2 separate regions of the Anas platyrhynchos genome follow, and region 1 is linked to region 2. The links are chromatin contacts, called in public Hi-C maps. All regions are on one chromosome and are shown on one strand. The core of a region is the stretch at or near the end of the contact, and the rest is flanking DNA. Distances in the headings are between cores, read along the strand shown. Region 1 overlaps CFDP1 (craniofacial development protein 1). Region 2 holds the start of BCAR1 (BCAR1 scaffold protein, Cas family member).

Evidence for each region. A called contact is a pair of places that touch in the nucleus more often than the background predicts.
Region 1: a contact with region 2 is called in a Hi-C map of F5 follicle, with 2.3 times the contacts expected there. The contact joins the enhancer-like site here to the promoter of BCAR1 in region 2. A contact is called at or near these places in 5 of 8 Hi-C or Micro-C datasets (F5 follicle, skeletal muscle, small yellow follicle and 1 more).

What each region holds. Positions count from the first base shown.
Region 1 is chr12:13,052,216-13,059,334 of IASCAAS_PekinDuck_T2T, reverse strand. The region is part of intron 5 of CFDP1 (craniofacial development protein 1); the gene reads left to right. Among named protein-coding and RNA genes, the nearest start is that of CFDP1, 21 kb to the left of the region's middle. Within about 2 kb of position 3,549, at least 7 of the 8 cell types and tissues checked have an H3K27ac peak or open chromatin away from gene starts, as enhancers often do. A contact at or near this core is called in F5 follicle and subcutaneous adipose tissue, where this site is marked.
Region 2 is chr12:13,019,718-13,026,947 of IASCAAS_PekinDuck_T2T, reverse strand. It overlaps BCAR1 (BCAR1 scaffold protein, Cas family member), which reads left to right and starts at 4,873. Exons shown (of 7, transcript XM_072043902.1): 1 at 4,873-5,088; 2 at 6,050-6,757. The coding sequence starts at 5,077. CFDP1 (craniofacial development protein 1) reads left to right here. Exons shown (of 7, transcript XM_027465748.3): 7 at 1-437.

The DNA of each region.
Region 1 (7,119 bases), core at 2,300-4,799, 34 kb before region 2:
CAGAATATGAGGCTGCCTGGCTTGCTCAGGGAGTGAATCTCGCCTTCCTTCAGAGCAGCCAGCCCTGCTGCTGAATATGCTGGAGGTGGTGTGGTGACACTACGGCAGAGGCGTCACCTCGGTGCGAGGAGCCCAGCAGTGCTCTAGAAGGTACAGCAGGTGATTCTGGGGCAGCCTGGCCAGCGCGTGCCCTCCATCTGGAAGCTTTCCACCTTAAAATAGTACCTGAGGGATGTCTCTGAGCCTGCCAGAAAGCATGATGCTTCCAGCCGGGAAGCTAACCAGGGTATTTTCAGGTGAGAAAACTATTGCCAGGCTTGCAGTGCTCTTTAAAACCAACTGCAGGTCCCTTATGCTAAGAAAATCACACAGGTTTGAGGTGCTGAGCTATTGTCCAAGCCTTGACTTTGCTCCCCTTGGAGCTGCAAGCCCTGGTGGGGGGAGGGACGGAGCCCAGCGTGTCCTACTGGTCCTTTACTGGTGTCCTTTGGCTACGTGCAGTACAGACGTGGGAGGATGGATGTGTTTCTCCCTTGTGCATGGAGATGGAGTCCCTGTCAGGGTCAGCATCACCAGCAGGCACCGCAATGCACATAATCAGGGATCCTGCATGTGCCTGTGGACATCCACAGTTCAGCGAGCCGATGGCAGCCTCCAGGAGCTTTGTGTCAGCTGTAATAAAACAAAAAAAGTAAATAAACCTCACCCTGCGTACAGGGGGTTGAACAGCTCGGAGCTGCTTTCCCATCTGCCTTTTCCTCCTGTACCTTGCAAGCAGCTCGCATTATTTCTGGGTGCACCCAGCCTGCCCTGTATTTATTGAATTTCCTTTCTCTAAACAGGCAGAAGCAATCCAGGAAAGCAGCGGTCACCGAGCTAAACATCCGGCGCCGCATCCCCGCGCTGCAAACCCTCGCAGCTCACTGGTGCGGGGCCGGGATGTTTGGGGCTGAAAGTGCATTTCCTCAATGTGCTTAACGGCCCCACCGGATGCGCTATAAAAAGCCGGCTCGTAAGGGACGTGGGGGTGGCTGGAGGGGACCAAGTGAAACACTTGGCTGTAATTAAAGCCAGGAATACGAAACATCCCACCCAGTTCTCGCAGCAGGCTTTGCTGGAGAGGTCAGAAGCCCTCGGTTCCCAGGGCCCTGGTGGTTTCCCAGCCTCCTGATGATTCCCATCGTGTCCTCTCGTGGCACCAAGCTCTCAGAGCACTGTGGCAGCTGGCCTGGTGTTCACAAACCTTCTTGCCAGTGTGTGTGTGTGTCTTAGGGCCTGTTTCCCATCCTTGTCACCGTTTCTGAGCATTTTGGAGGCAGCGAGAGCAGCTCCTGGCCATCAGTGTGTGACCCAACAGCTCGACGGGCAGCCCTGGTGCTCTGAGAGCTGCTTGCTGCTGCTGGTAATCCTGCTTTGCAACACCCTGCCATAGCTCAGGTAAATGAAAGCCTCCACATAGCTTACTGCAAAATGGCTGTGTGCACACACGCGTGTGTGTGTGTGACACTGGGAGGAGGGTGAGTGAGGCTGGGAGGCACCCATGGAGGTTTAGGGGGTCCTGCTCAGTCCTCGCCGCTTTTCGAAGCACAGTGACCTCACCTAGGGAATGGGGGTTCTGTGGTAATCACGAAAATGTGCAAGATGAAAGGAAAAAAGTGCTGCTGGGGGATCTTATTTGAGATCCCCCTCTAGGCAGCTGTTTCTACACGGCCTGAACGGGAGCCAGGATGAAAAAGGGAGGTTTTGCTCTGGCTTTGTTCTCGCGTTCGCTCATTACCGAAACCGCTTGTAATTAAATGTGGACTTGCTCGCTCAGCCCAGCTGTTGCTTCTCTGTCTGATCCTGCCTGGAATTACAGCGGTGGATGCGTGACCTCCTGGGCCTCTTCACGCCTTGCAGCCCGGTAGAAAGGCAGGGTGAAATCTGACTTTGAAGTGAGCAGTGCCATTCCCATGGCTTTCGGTAGGTTTGGTGCTTGGTCCATGAGGGTTTGGACCTCAGTGCAAGAGCTGGCAGCAGGAACAGTGCACGAGAGCTCTGCCCCGGAGACAAATGCTTGCCCCGAGCAAAGAGAGCAAGATAACCTCCAGCCTCTTCGCCGTGAGTGCTTTATTCTTCTAGTCTCCAACAGGGCAGCTCACGTAGGCTGGCCGTTAAATGATGTGCAAAGCTTCGGGGCTTTGCTCTTGGAAGTCATTTACTGTGCGGCGTGCTACTGTTGGAGCAGGGGGATTTTGGCAGGAAGACATCTGTGCGTGGCTCCTCTCCCAGCTCGTGTGCGGGAGGAGAAGTGGTGGCAGTCCTGGTGGGAGGAGACGGATGGGTCAGCTCCTTGTGCTGTCCTTGGAGGACCTTGAGCCTGTTTGCAGCATCTGACTCGTTAATGTAATTTGGAAGCTACGCTTCCCCTCGAGCCTGGCTGCTTCTAGAGGCTGCTTTGCATCTGAAGCTTTTCTTGCAAAAGATTCTCCTTCTGCATGACCTGGCTGGAGCTATCTGGGTCCCTTTGTGTCTAACACTGGTTCCCTGGGATCTGAAACGGGCACTGGTGAGGCAGGCACAGGCTCCTCAGGTTCTCCGAACCTCAGGTGATCTTGAGCCATTGCTGCAGCACTCGTGCCTCCGGGGAGCAGCCTCATTTCACAGCAGCCCCTGAGGCCTTTTTCCTTCAGAAAGCAGGAATTTGCATTCCAATTCCAGCTCAGCACCAACTGGTTATTTAGCGAAAACTTGCACGTTTTACATGTAGGGGCTGAACGGGGATGCAAATAAAGCCAATAATCACGACCTTCTGGGTAGCTGGAGGTGTTGTATTTTTTTAAATAGTCACTGGAGCAGCTGAATGGCTCTGTTCTTGGTAGGGATTTCAGTCAGCTTCCTCCTGCGCTTCCCGTGCTGTGCTCCAGAGAGTGCTGTTCTCTCAGACCGAGAAGTCCCAGCCCCTTGCACTGCAGCCAAACGTCTGGACGTGAGTAGTACACAGCATATTTCTCTGTGCACAACAGGATGAACCAGCCAGGGGCAATATTCGTGTGCCCTAGAGCTAGTTCCACTTATTTCCTATTCATATACTTTGGTTGTGAAAGATTAAATGTGGCAGTGGCTGCTCCAAGTGAACAATTTCTATTTAGGTCTTAAATCCTTTTTTTTTTTTTTGGTTTGATTTAATTATTCCTTGTTAGTGTCTGTCCACTGGTTCATGCAAATCCACTCAGAATCAATGCAGTAATGAGGCCGTGTGCTTTTTTTTGAGTACTTTGGCCTATTTGCAAGGTGCACTGGGATTAATTACCCCATGGGGATCAGCGTGGCAAGGTGCTTGCGTGTGCAGGGAAAGGGAAGCTTGGAAATTTGGAAAACGATGGCTGGGTCGGTGTGGAAGAGAAGGGTCCTCCTCTTCTTCCTCCTCCTCCTCCACAAACCCACGCCGATTGCCACACGCCTGTGCGTTAGGATTGCCAAACGCCCTCACCCTCTGGGATCTCGTGGAGCCAGTCCCGTACCCAATGTCCCAGACCGAAAGCGAAACGTGCACTACACATCCTCCTCGCAAATAGTTTCCCAGGAGCAGTCTGTGCTCGTTCTCAGGCAGAATGAGTCAACGCCGTCTGCCCTGGCCTCTGGTTTGCAGCAGAAATGAATGAGATTTCTAGCTCCAGCCCCTGCTGTCCTGCAGCCTTGATATGCCAGCACGTGTGCGGATGGTTTTGCTCGGGGTGATGGCATCGTGTTGGAAAAAAGTCCAGTGGTGCCCGTACGGCTCCATGCTGTGCTTCAGTCCTCAGTCTTGATGTGGCTGAGCTGAATCCCCGGGCTGGACTAACTGGGATCAGCTGTTTCTTTTTTTCCAGCCTTGCTGGAGGTTCAGCAGAAAGGAATGTCAGCTATTTGAGGACTTAGACTCCCTAAAGCATCTGTCTTATAAAATACAAACAACCCCCCACCAGAGCGGGGCCTTTGATAGTTTCCCCAATGAAAGTCGTGGGGCCGTTTTCCCTTAGGGCAGCGCAGGTTTTTATGAGGCTTATTTTCATTTGCTTTCATCTCTTAGATCGCGAGCGTTTTCTCCTTCTCCCTCTGTGAAAATGATTGAGGAAATTAACTGCTAATGGGGAACGAAGCCAGCTGTATTTGTATTCCAGGCCCCTCGCAAGGTTATGGAGGGAAGCCCCCACACCTTCCCCTGTTAGCCGCGGTCTGGCTGCAATGAGGTGAGAGGGGAAGCCTTTTTTTTAAGGTTAAAGCTTGGGATTGGAGGTGGATCCTGTTCCCAGCTGTGCCATGGCTTGGGGGGGAGCCTACCAAGCAGATTGTTTCCACTCCTGCCTTCTTTTGCTTTTATCGTGCCTCCTTGCGCATTAACCGAGCTGCACCACGTCCCTCCGGCGTCTCCCCCGTAGCAGATGCTTGTGTTGGTTACATCAGCTTGCTTTCCCACACTCCCTTTCCTCGCTTTTTCCCATGTCAACAAAAAAAAAAAGTGCAGCTGAGCCGTTCTTCATTAAAAAGGAGCCAGCGAAGTGGGGCTGGAGGGACGGTCGGTGGAGGGGAGCACCCTGCTTTTGGGCAGTGCTGCTGGTGGCTTCATTCATGGAAAATCCCATACTGGTGGCTCCATTCATGGAAAAATCAGCAGAGCAATATTTTCCAGTGGGTTTGTTAGCCAAAACTTTGATCTGCTGCTGGGTTGTCAGCCTCGTGCAGGGCTAGGCTTAGAAAACAGGCAAGCCCAGGCTGGCTCGCTGGGGATCAAGACGTGAAGTCGAGCAATTAGGATTAAATGGGAAAGTTACCGACTCAAAATGCTGGCTCTGGGCCTTAAAGGAGGTGTTGGTGCGAATGTGAGCTCTCGAAGGGAGCGATAACCCCTCCGGTTGGCAGCACTCCCTGCAACTGTTCCTCTGTTTGTTTCCAGAGTGGTCCCTGAGCGAGCGTGGCCGTGCCAGCCGGGGGGTTCCTCCTCCGGGTTCTGGTTTGGGGGCTGGCTTGCACTTCAGCTCTTGCTGTCCTGGTGTGGAGATGAGGAAGCTCCCAGATTTTCACTCCCCTCATTCCTGTCTTGCAGCCCAGAGCCTCGAGGATCTGGTGCACGGGCTGAGCAGAAAGGGCACCTTGAACAAGCTGCAGGCTGTCTGGGGCTCTCCGGAGTGCTCTAATCCGCTCTGCCAAGCCGTGGAGTGCTTCATTTCCCTATCTGCGGAGTTTCAAAGCCTTCCCGGTGTGTTGGGCTGCTGCCCGGTTGGCTTTGCCCCAGAGCCCTCGGCACTGCGCTCTGCGGAGCGAGCACAGTCCTGGGGGCACTGAGGGACCCCCTGTCTGGGTCGATTACAGGGCTGTGCTCTCTCCAGGTGCCCAAGGGCGCTGGTTCTCCCCAAGGCAGAGAGCTGAGGAACCTGATTTATTTAATGCCTGCTGGAGACCACTCATTTTTCTAGGAATCTCCAAGAAATACTCATTTTATGCCCTCTCTTTTTGGTCTTTTTGTAGCGTCTCCCACCGGTTATCAGCAAAGGTAGATAAAGGGTTCTTTGACCTGCTCCAGGCAGCAGCTTTGATGCCCTTTTGGGAGCTGCACTCCAGTGCTGTTGCTGTAAGCCCCCAGGCAGCCGGTGGACAATGCAGACGTCTGTTCATCGCCAACCCGCCCGGGCTGAGAACAATGATGGTATTTCTTGAAGTAACAAGTCCTGGGCATGTGCAGTGTTGGGCTGTAGCACGATTATTTTTTTTTCTTTAAGCTGCAGGGAGGCTCAAGAGCAGCATGCCGGGTTGGAACAACCCTGAATGCAAGCGTAGGAGAAATTTCCACCTTCCTGACGGCTGGAAAACCCAGGGAGAAAGCAAATGGCTGGTGTTCAGGTGCTGCCTGTTGTGCCTTGTGGCTGAGTAAGCCCACGGTGTGCGTCACCCCTGTGCGTGCCGTGGGGAGGTGGGTGGGCTTCCTGCTCAGCAGCAGGGAGGGGGTTAAAGCCAACCCGCAGCAGGGGCTGGCTGATTGCAGCTCGTGGCTGTCCTAAAGCCGGTGGGAATTCAGCTCAAGGCTTCGTCTCCCCCTGCCCCCTTCCTGCTGCTGGAGGCAGGCAAACCCTCCTGGCTCCCCAGGAGCTGCCGCGGCCAGCACGGCGAAGCGTTGTGGAAAAGCAGAGGCGTAAGCGAATGCAAGCTGAGATTTATTAAACTTTCTTGGGAGAGCACCGAAAGAGTCTTTTTTTTTTTTTTTTTTTCTGGTGTGGCCATGCCGTTTCCTTCCAGGACGGCTGCTACGCAGCGTGCCTGCCTCTTCAGCTGTGACCTGCAGATTGCTCCTCGCAGGAAGCCTGGCGAAGCAGCTGGTGTGCACGATAGCCCTGACTCCCCCGGGACGGGTACGCGGGGACGTCCTTGGCTTGGCCATGCCCTCTGGATGACGCACGGCAAGTCGCTTAGGCCAGAACCCACGGAGGTGTTTAGGCTCTTAGTCCTGTCCCTCACTTAAATCCAAGGAGGGTTCAGGAGGTTTTTTTGTGTATTTTGCCCCCGGATTTGTGACATTTAAAGTGCTGCCGTGCCAATACACGTGTGAATTCCCAGAGGTGGAAGCTCCTTTGTGCAGCACCTGGCACGCTGCTCTGTGCCGGGCCACAACAACTCCTGCAGCATCCACCCCGCTGCCAGGGCCTCCATCCTGCCCTGTAACACACATTTTGCATTAGAGAAGTGCTGAACAGTTCAGGGCCTCTTGTGCAGCGTTCGCTTTAAGCTCGGCACCATTGTGGTGTTTTTCCTAATGTGTAAAATCCCTTCTCCCTCCCTGCTGTTTGCAATAACCCTTTGGAAAGCTGGACTGGCTCTCTGCTGGCTCTCCGCTTCCTCCCCGCTCACACGCGCGCGCTGGAGAGCCTCGCCAGCACTGTTTGGCTGTTTGCGTTGTGGGGGATTTTTTTTTTTTCTACTTTCCCAAGTCAAAGGAGAGCGTGTAGCCTTTGTTTTGGAAACAAAACAACTTGCAGAGAATTACATGGCCTCTGCAAAGGGATCAGTGCGAGACAGGTCGTGTGCTTCGGGCTGGCTGTGGAGACTCTACGTGATAGCTGTCTCCTTCCTTGCTGTAGGGTTTTGTGACCGTTGTGTTTTAGCAGG
Region 2 (7,230 bases), core at 3,624-6,123:
CAGGGGGCGCTTCGAGGGGTCAATTGCCCGGCAGGTGACAGAAGCGACCCCGTGGCACCGATCCTTTGCCACCCCTGGGACGCTGCTGGAGCCAGGGGCAGGAGGATAAAGCCAGGTTGCGGCTCAGCCAACGTTTGTGGTGAGAGAGGAGCTGCAGGAAAGGCTTCGTGGCTGCTGTGTGTGTGCGAGCCCTGGGATTCAGGGCTGCAGCTCTTCTCCCCGCTCTGCCAGCCCCGCAGCCTTCCCTGCTCCTCTGCGCTCTCGCCCAGACAAAGCCAAACTGTCTGTACTTGTCTGTGGGGTCTGATGGTGCTGGGGCTTTTTAAGCAAGCCGAGGAAGAAATCCTCCCTTGTTCGCTCCGTCGAGGGGATGGGAGCAGCTGCAGCAGGCAGGACGGGCCAGGATCTGTTCACGTGAATAAAGTATTCCATCCCGATGCTCTCGTGTGCTCACAGCCCGGCTCAGTTTGCAGCAGGCAAAGAAAGTCAGGGTCACGGTTACGAGCGTGCCACCGCGGCCCTGCTCGCTGCCTGCCTCCGTAGCAGCCTCGTGGTCGCAGCTGTGGCTCCGGACAGGAGGCTCGGGGCTCTGGGATCAAATCCACAACTGGGGCCAGCACAGCCCAGCTGTAGCAGTGCTGCAGGAGCAAGGAAACCCGCTGAAGGCAGCGATATCCACGGGGAGAGCTCCCTGGGAGGGCAGAACTTGGGTGTGGGGTGAGGAGCTGGAGGCCAGCGCGTGCCGTCACCTCGGCCATCCCTCCTGCGGCCAGCAGCTCCCCGGGCCGGGGCCGTGCTGGTCCTCGCAGCCTTTCCCTGGGCAGGGGCAGCCCCGGCCTCCTCCCGTGCTGTCCCTGCGCCAGGCAGAGCGCGGCACCAGCCCCAGCCTCACCGCTGGCGCGCTTGGCCCCGTGCCGCGGCTCCGAGCCTGGCCTCGGCTCGGGGCTCACGTGGCGGCTGCTGAGTCAGCCCTCGCGCTGGGGACGCAGGGAGGGATGGACGGGAACAAAACACCACGTGCCCGGGGGAGCCGCAGCCCTTGGCGCCGTGTTACGCGCAGGGTGAGCTGTTACCGAGCTGCTTGCACTGAGCCCGAGATTTGAGAAAAACAAAACAAAGGGGCTGGGAAACGCTCGCATCTCGCCGACGCTCCCAAACTGGTCATGGTAACAGCAGGAGGGAGCTTTGCGAGGGGTCGGTGAGACTGGGACACGCTCAGGGTGCCCCAAATCCCCGTGGGGATCCCCCCCTGATGGTGCTGCAGGACAATTTGTGTCCCAGGAGCGGAAGCCTCCATGGCTGTGAGCATTTTGGGGGCCCGGAGCAGCCTCCCTGCAGCACGGCCAGCCGGGCAGGAGCTGGCCCTTGTGCCAGCGAGCTTTATGGCCGCAGGGGATATTGCATGGGAATGGAGCAGGGGGATTTTGGAGCACCTAAAGAAGACCAGAGGCACCTAGCCCAGCCCGGTCCCATGGCAGGCAGGTGTGTAAGCTCCCAGGTTGAGCAGAAATCCTCCCCATCCCACCGCCTGCCCCCAGACAGCTCCCTGCAGGCTCCCCGGCACCGATGGGGCTGACACCAGTCCCCCCCATTGGCACGCTGGTGATTTGGGAACCCCGGGGCTCCCCGGTTCCTGCCAGCCCCATAACGCTCCCGTTCTCTCTGCTCGTTTCTCTTCGGCTGAGCGAACGTGGATGTTTTTGAGATCTTGGAAGCAACCTGACCTGCTGGAAGCCAGCGGGCTGACGGCTCCCCGCTGTGCCGGGCTGGGTCTCCGCGTGCCGCTGCCTCCGTGGCCCGTCCCTGAGCTGTCCCCGAGCTGTCCCCGAGCTGTCCCCGAGCTGTCCCCACGCTGTCCCTGCCCAGGTGCCGGCTGTCCCAGCCCCTCTGCTCCCTGGGGACAGTTTGGAGGGGGCAGCTCCAGCCCAGGGCTCATTTCTGGCTTCCTCCGCCAGCGCTCCCGAGCGTCCTGCGTTTTTCCTCGCTTGGGTCATGTATTCCTCGCCTCTCTTTCCTGAAGACGAGGAGTGATTTACAGGGCTCCAGAAAACACAGCTCGGCTGCTTAGGAAGAGAAGAAAAAAAAAACAACAAAAAGCCAACACAAAACCACTCCGCTCGCTATTTCCATCACCGGCCTTCCCACAAAGGGGCCGGCCCCGGTGCACGGCCCTGAGCGGAGCCCGGAGCCCCCCAGCCCACGCTCCTGCTGAATTTCCGTGCGGCCGCTGCATCCTCCGTGGGCCGGGCCCTGCGTTTCGGCACGGGGGGCAACCAGCGCTGCCCAGCTCCCGGCCCCGGCCGCCTGAACGGGCCCCTTGTGCTCTCGGCCCCGAACAAGGCAGCGATTGTGTGCGCCTGCCCCAGCGCTCTGTTACGGGGTCCATCCCGGCTCCGCATCGCCACCGCGGGCTGCAGAGGAATAGGAAAATGGCTTTTCTCCCCCCCCAGGGAAAAGCTGCCAGCTCTGCCGTTTTGGTCCCCAACACCATCCTGGGGTCTCAGCCCTGTTGGGAAGGAGCAGGGCTGGGTTTAACCTCATGAAAAGGGCTCTGCCTCTCGTCCCCGCGGCTGAAAACCTGCCCGACGCCACGGAAAGGCACGGGGATAAAGCCTTGTTGTGATCCTGTTGGGTCCCGTGATATTACAAGCCAAGAGAAATGCCCTCATTATTTCCCGAATATTGAAGTCTAATAAATCCCCTACTGCCTTATAGGATTTATTTATCCGTTCATTGCTAGGAGACTCAGTCCCGTGTAATCCTATTGCTGCTCCAGGAGGCAGCTTTCCGAAGGACGGAGCCGCGTGCAGGCGACCAAATGCCTCTGGTCCCGCTGGGGACGGCTCCACGAGCCCCACGAGCGTCCCAGTGCCACCCTTCCCCAATGTCCTGGTCCCCTGGAGCCGTGCCCCGGCTTGGGTAAAGGCTGAGCTCTCCAAAACACCCCCCTGGCCTGGCCCTGCTCTTCTTGGCCCCATGCAGGTGACACCAAGATTTGGGGTCTTCCAACACCTTCCCAAGCCAGGACCCAGAGGGAAAAGCAGGAAAACCCTGTGGGCACCGCAGCAGCTTGCTCTGAGTGGAGCCACTGTGCCTGCCCCTCCGGATGCGGGGGACTCCCAGAAATGACGACGGCCACACGAAAATGTTGGAAATTTCACCGCTGAGCTTTTTCCATAGCAACTGTCACTGGGGCAACGCAGCATCCCCCCTCCCGAAATGCCCAGCCCTGTGTTCAGGTGCCTGCTGGGGTGGGCTGCACCAAAGCCATGTGCCCCCGGTCGCTCCGTTTGGGGCCGACGTCCCCCAGCTGCAGGACACGGATTTGGGGTGCTGAGCGGGGTGGGGGGAGGTTAAATACCCCCCCCCGGCCAGGCACGGTGCTGGTGCAGCTCTGCCCCTTGCCAAAACCCACCGCCGGCAGCGCGGGATGAGCTGCGGCAGCTCTGCGCAACCCCAGGGCCCCCAGAACTCCGCATTTTTCAACTTTCCTTTCAGCATTTCATTTTCTTTGAGGTGGGAGAAGCAGAAGGGAACCTGCCCGTGCCTGTGGCCCCCCGGGTGCTTCCCCAGTGGAGGCACGGGGCTTGCAGGAGCCTTTGCCAGCTCGGGGCGCTCCTCAGATGCAAGCAGCGATTTTGGCTCCGAAGCAGCAAAAATGGCCGGGATCAAATACCGGCACGGGGCCGCTTTGATCAGAGCGTTGCCACAGGGAGGGGAAATTAAAAATTCCTGCTTGCTTTTAAGCGCCCGTGCTGCGCCGCGAGCATCCTGCTCCGGGCACTGGCTGGGATGGGGCCACCATGGGCCGGGCAGCGTGTCCCCGAGGGTGACACCGAGCATCCCGGCAGGGCAGGGCGCTCACCACCCCTCGGTGCCTTCCGCAGGCAGGCTCAGCTTCGGGGAGCCGCTGCCTGGGGACGCCGAGCGCTGCGAGCTCCCGGCCCCGCTGGGAGGAAGCCGCCGACCTCCGGCTGTGGTCTGCGGGCTCGACCGCAGCCCCCGCCACTGCCTCCAGCGGGGTTATCGTGCCCAAGCCTCCAGCTGGGGTGGCATCGGGATGGGACACGGGTGGGAGAAGCCAACAGCAGCTGGCACACGCTCCATGCGCCTCGAGCTGGCCCCTCGCAGCCTGACCCCAAAGCCCAAACCCAACGGGGGAGCCCAAAACCCTATTGGGGCGTCCAAAACCCAATGGGGAGCCCCAAACCCTATGGGGGTGTCCAAAGCTCAACGGGGAGCCCAAACGCAATGGAGGAGTCCAAAACCCAACAGGGATGTCCAAAAATGAAGGGGGAGCCCAAAGCCCTATGGGGGTGTCCAAAACCCAAGGGGGGCATCCGAAACTCAACGGGGAGCCCAAAACCCTATGGGGGCATCCAAAACCCAACGGGGAGCCCAAACGCAATGGGGGTGTCCAAAACCCAAGGAGGGCACCCAAAACCCAACGGGGGAGCCCCAAACCCTATGGGGGCGTCCAAAAACCAACAGGGAGCCCAAAACCCTATGGGGGCGTCCAAAACCCAACGGGGAGCCCAAACGCAATGGGGGCATCCAAAACCCAATGGGGGATTCCAAAACCCTATTGAGGTGTCCAAAACCCAAGGGGGGCGTCCAAAACTCAACGGGGAGCCCAAGCGCAAACGGGGGCGCCCAAAACCCAAGGAGGGCACCCAAACCCCACCGGGGGAGCCCCAAACCCCAAGCGAGGACCCCGTTCCCGGTCCCCCTCCGCCTCCGCTCCCCCGCTCGCTCCCGCCCGGGCGCCGCCTCCCGCCGGTGCGGGCGCAGCCCATGGGCGGAGCGGGGCCGGCGGGGCCGCTGCTGGCAGGGCGCTGGAATGATCCCTCCGGCGGGGCCGCCGCCGCCACCACCGCCGCAGCGCCGCCCGCCCGCCCTCCGCACGCAGGCCCCGGCCCCGGCCCCGGCCTCGGCCTCGGCTTCGGCCCCGGCCCCGGCCCCGGCCCCGGTCCCGGCTCCGGGCGGCCGCCGCCGCCGCTGCTCCGCGCTCGGGCCCCGCCGCCGGCCCCGGCCCCGCCGCTTTGTGCCGCCGCAGCGCCGCGGGGAGCGGGGAAGATGAACTACCTGGTGAGAGCGGGGGCAGCACCGCCCCTCTCCCCCTGCCCCTGCCGGGTTTGGGGCGCTGGGGGGGGTCTGGGGGGGAGTGGGGGCACGGCGCAGCCCCCCCGGCCCTACCCGCGGTCGCTCGGTTTGGGTGCTGGGGGGGGATTTTGGGGCACCCCAGGGGGGTGCTGGGCCCATGTGGGGAAGGGGTGGGGGGGGGGAGCTGGTGCTCGACCCCCCCGGGGGCACATCCAGGGGGTGTCCTAGGAGCTGGGGCGGCCTCGCTCTTGGGCACAGCCTCGGACGGGGCGCGGGCAGGCGGCGGTGCCACGGGGCTGGCTGCGGGGGCTCCCCACACCCCGGGACCCGGTTCCCGTAGCCCTCAGCGGGCTCAACGCCGCGTGCCGGGGGCCAAGAAGCCCCCTGCTCTGTCCTCAGCCTCGCTTTTCCCCAAGGAGGCCACGGCAAGGAGCCCCCGAGCCCTGCCACCAGCTCCGCAGGTGCGCCCACGCCACGCTCATGGCACCCCAACATCTGCCATGGGGCCGGGCAGCACCACGGGCACCGGGGCCCAACGAGGGACGAGCCCTGGGTGCACGTCCCCGGGGGCCACGGTGCTCGCGTGCCCTCCACTCGCTCGGCAGCCGGTGGGGAATTCTCCGGCCCTGGCTGAGTCACGGCCCTGGCACTTCCTCCCCGGCGGGAAGGGGAGGGAAAGGCAGAGGAGGTCCCCGAAACCAGGACGCAGAAGGGTTCGGCCCCTTCCTAGCACCACCTCCGGGAAGGATGGGTTGAACTGGAGTGGGGAGGAAGAGGCGGCTGGCGGAGGGCGAGCGGCACGAGGGGGGACGCGGGAGAGCCTCGGGGTTCGGTCCCCGCTGTGCCAAGCACCCAAGAGGCGGTGGAGGAACCAGGGAGGCTTTGGGATCCCGGGATGACTCCCGACCTGCCGTCCTCACCCCCCCGGCGCGGGGCTGTCTTGCAGAACGTGCTGGCCAAGGCGCTGTACGACAATGTGGCCGAGTCCCCGGACGAGCTCTCCTTCCGCAAGGGCGACATCATGACGGTGCTGGAGCGCAACACGCAGGGGCTGGACGGCTGGTGGCTCTGCTCCCTCCACGGCCGCCAGGGCATCGTGCCGGGGAACCGCCTCAAGATCCTGGTGGGCATGTACGACAAGAAGCAGCAGCAGCAGCAGCAGCAGCAGCAGCAGCAAGCGGCCGGCACGGGGCAAGGACAGGCAGCGCCGCAGCCCCCGGTGCCGCAGCCCCCCCTGCCTTACCACCACCAAGGGGGCTACGTCCCGCTGTCGCCCGCCTCGCAGTACACCCCCATGCACCCTGCCTACGCGCCCCAAGGGGACAATGTCTACCTGATGCCGGTCCCTAGCAAGGGACAGCAGGGCCTCTACCCGGGCTCGGCGCCCACCGGACAGTTTCCCCCGGCCCCGGCTAAGCAGCCGCCCGCCTACCCGAAGCAGACGCCGCCCCACGCCTTCCCCAGCCCCGGGCAGGAGATTTACCAGGTGCCCCCGTCCCTGAGCCAAGCGGCGGACGCGTACCCCGTGGGCTCTGCCAGCCCCCCCCAGGATATATACCAGGTCCCTCCCTCGGTGGGCCAGGCTCAAGACATCTACCAGGTGCCCCCGTCTTTGGACAGCAGGAGCTGGGAAGGGCACAAGCCCTCGGGAAAGGTAGGATTGGGGGTCTGGATGCTGCCTCGGGTGGGGGTCGGGGGTTGTTTGGGGTCTGTTTGCACTGTGCTCTGTGGTGGCTGGTGGGCACCGGGGCTGCTGGGCTCCATGGTCAGGTTTATCTGCCCGGTGCCATCTCCTGGACCTTGTGGAGGCGTGGGCATCGTTCCCTGTGCCGGTGACAGGAGTGGGTAACCGGGGGTGCTCACTGGGGTGGGATGCCCTGGTTGCTGTGGGTTCCTGGCACGGCTCGCGGGTCCTGCTGGCCCCTTGGTGTGGGTATTATTTAGGGCACGTCCACGGAGATGTTGGGATGACCAAAGCGCTGCTTGGCGAAGCCCCTCCTGGTGCCGCGTCCAGCGCAGGGAGGTACCCGCGGTACCTGCGGTGCTGCCGAGATGTGTCCTCCCTCCTGGGAACACGCAGCACCCGGTGCCAGTGCCTCGCCGCCGTGCCAGGACGCTCCTTGTCCC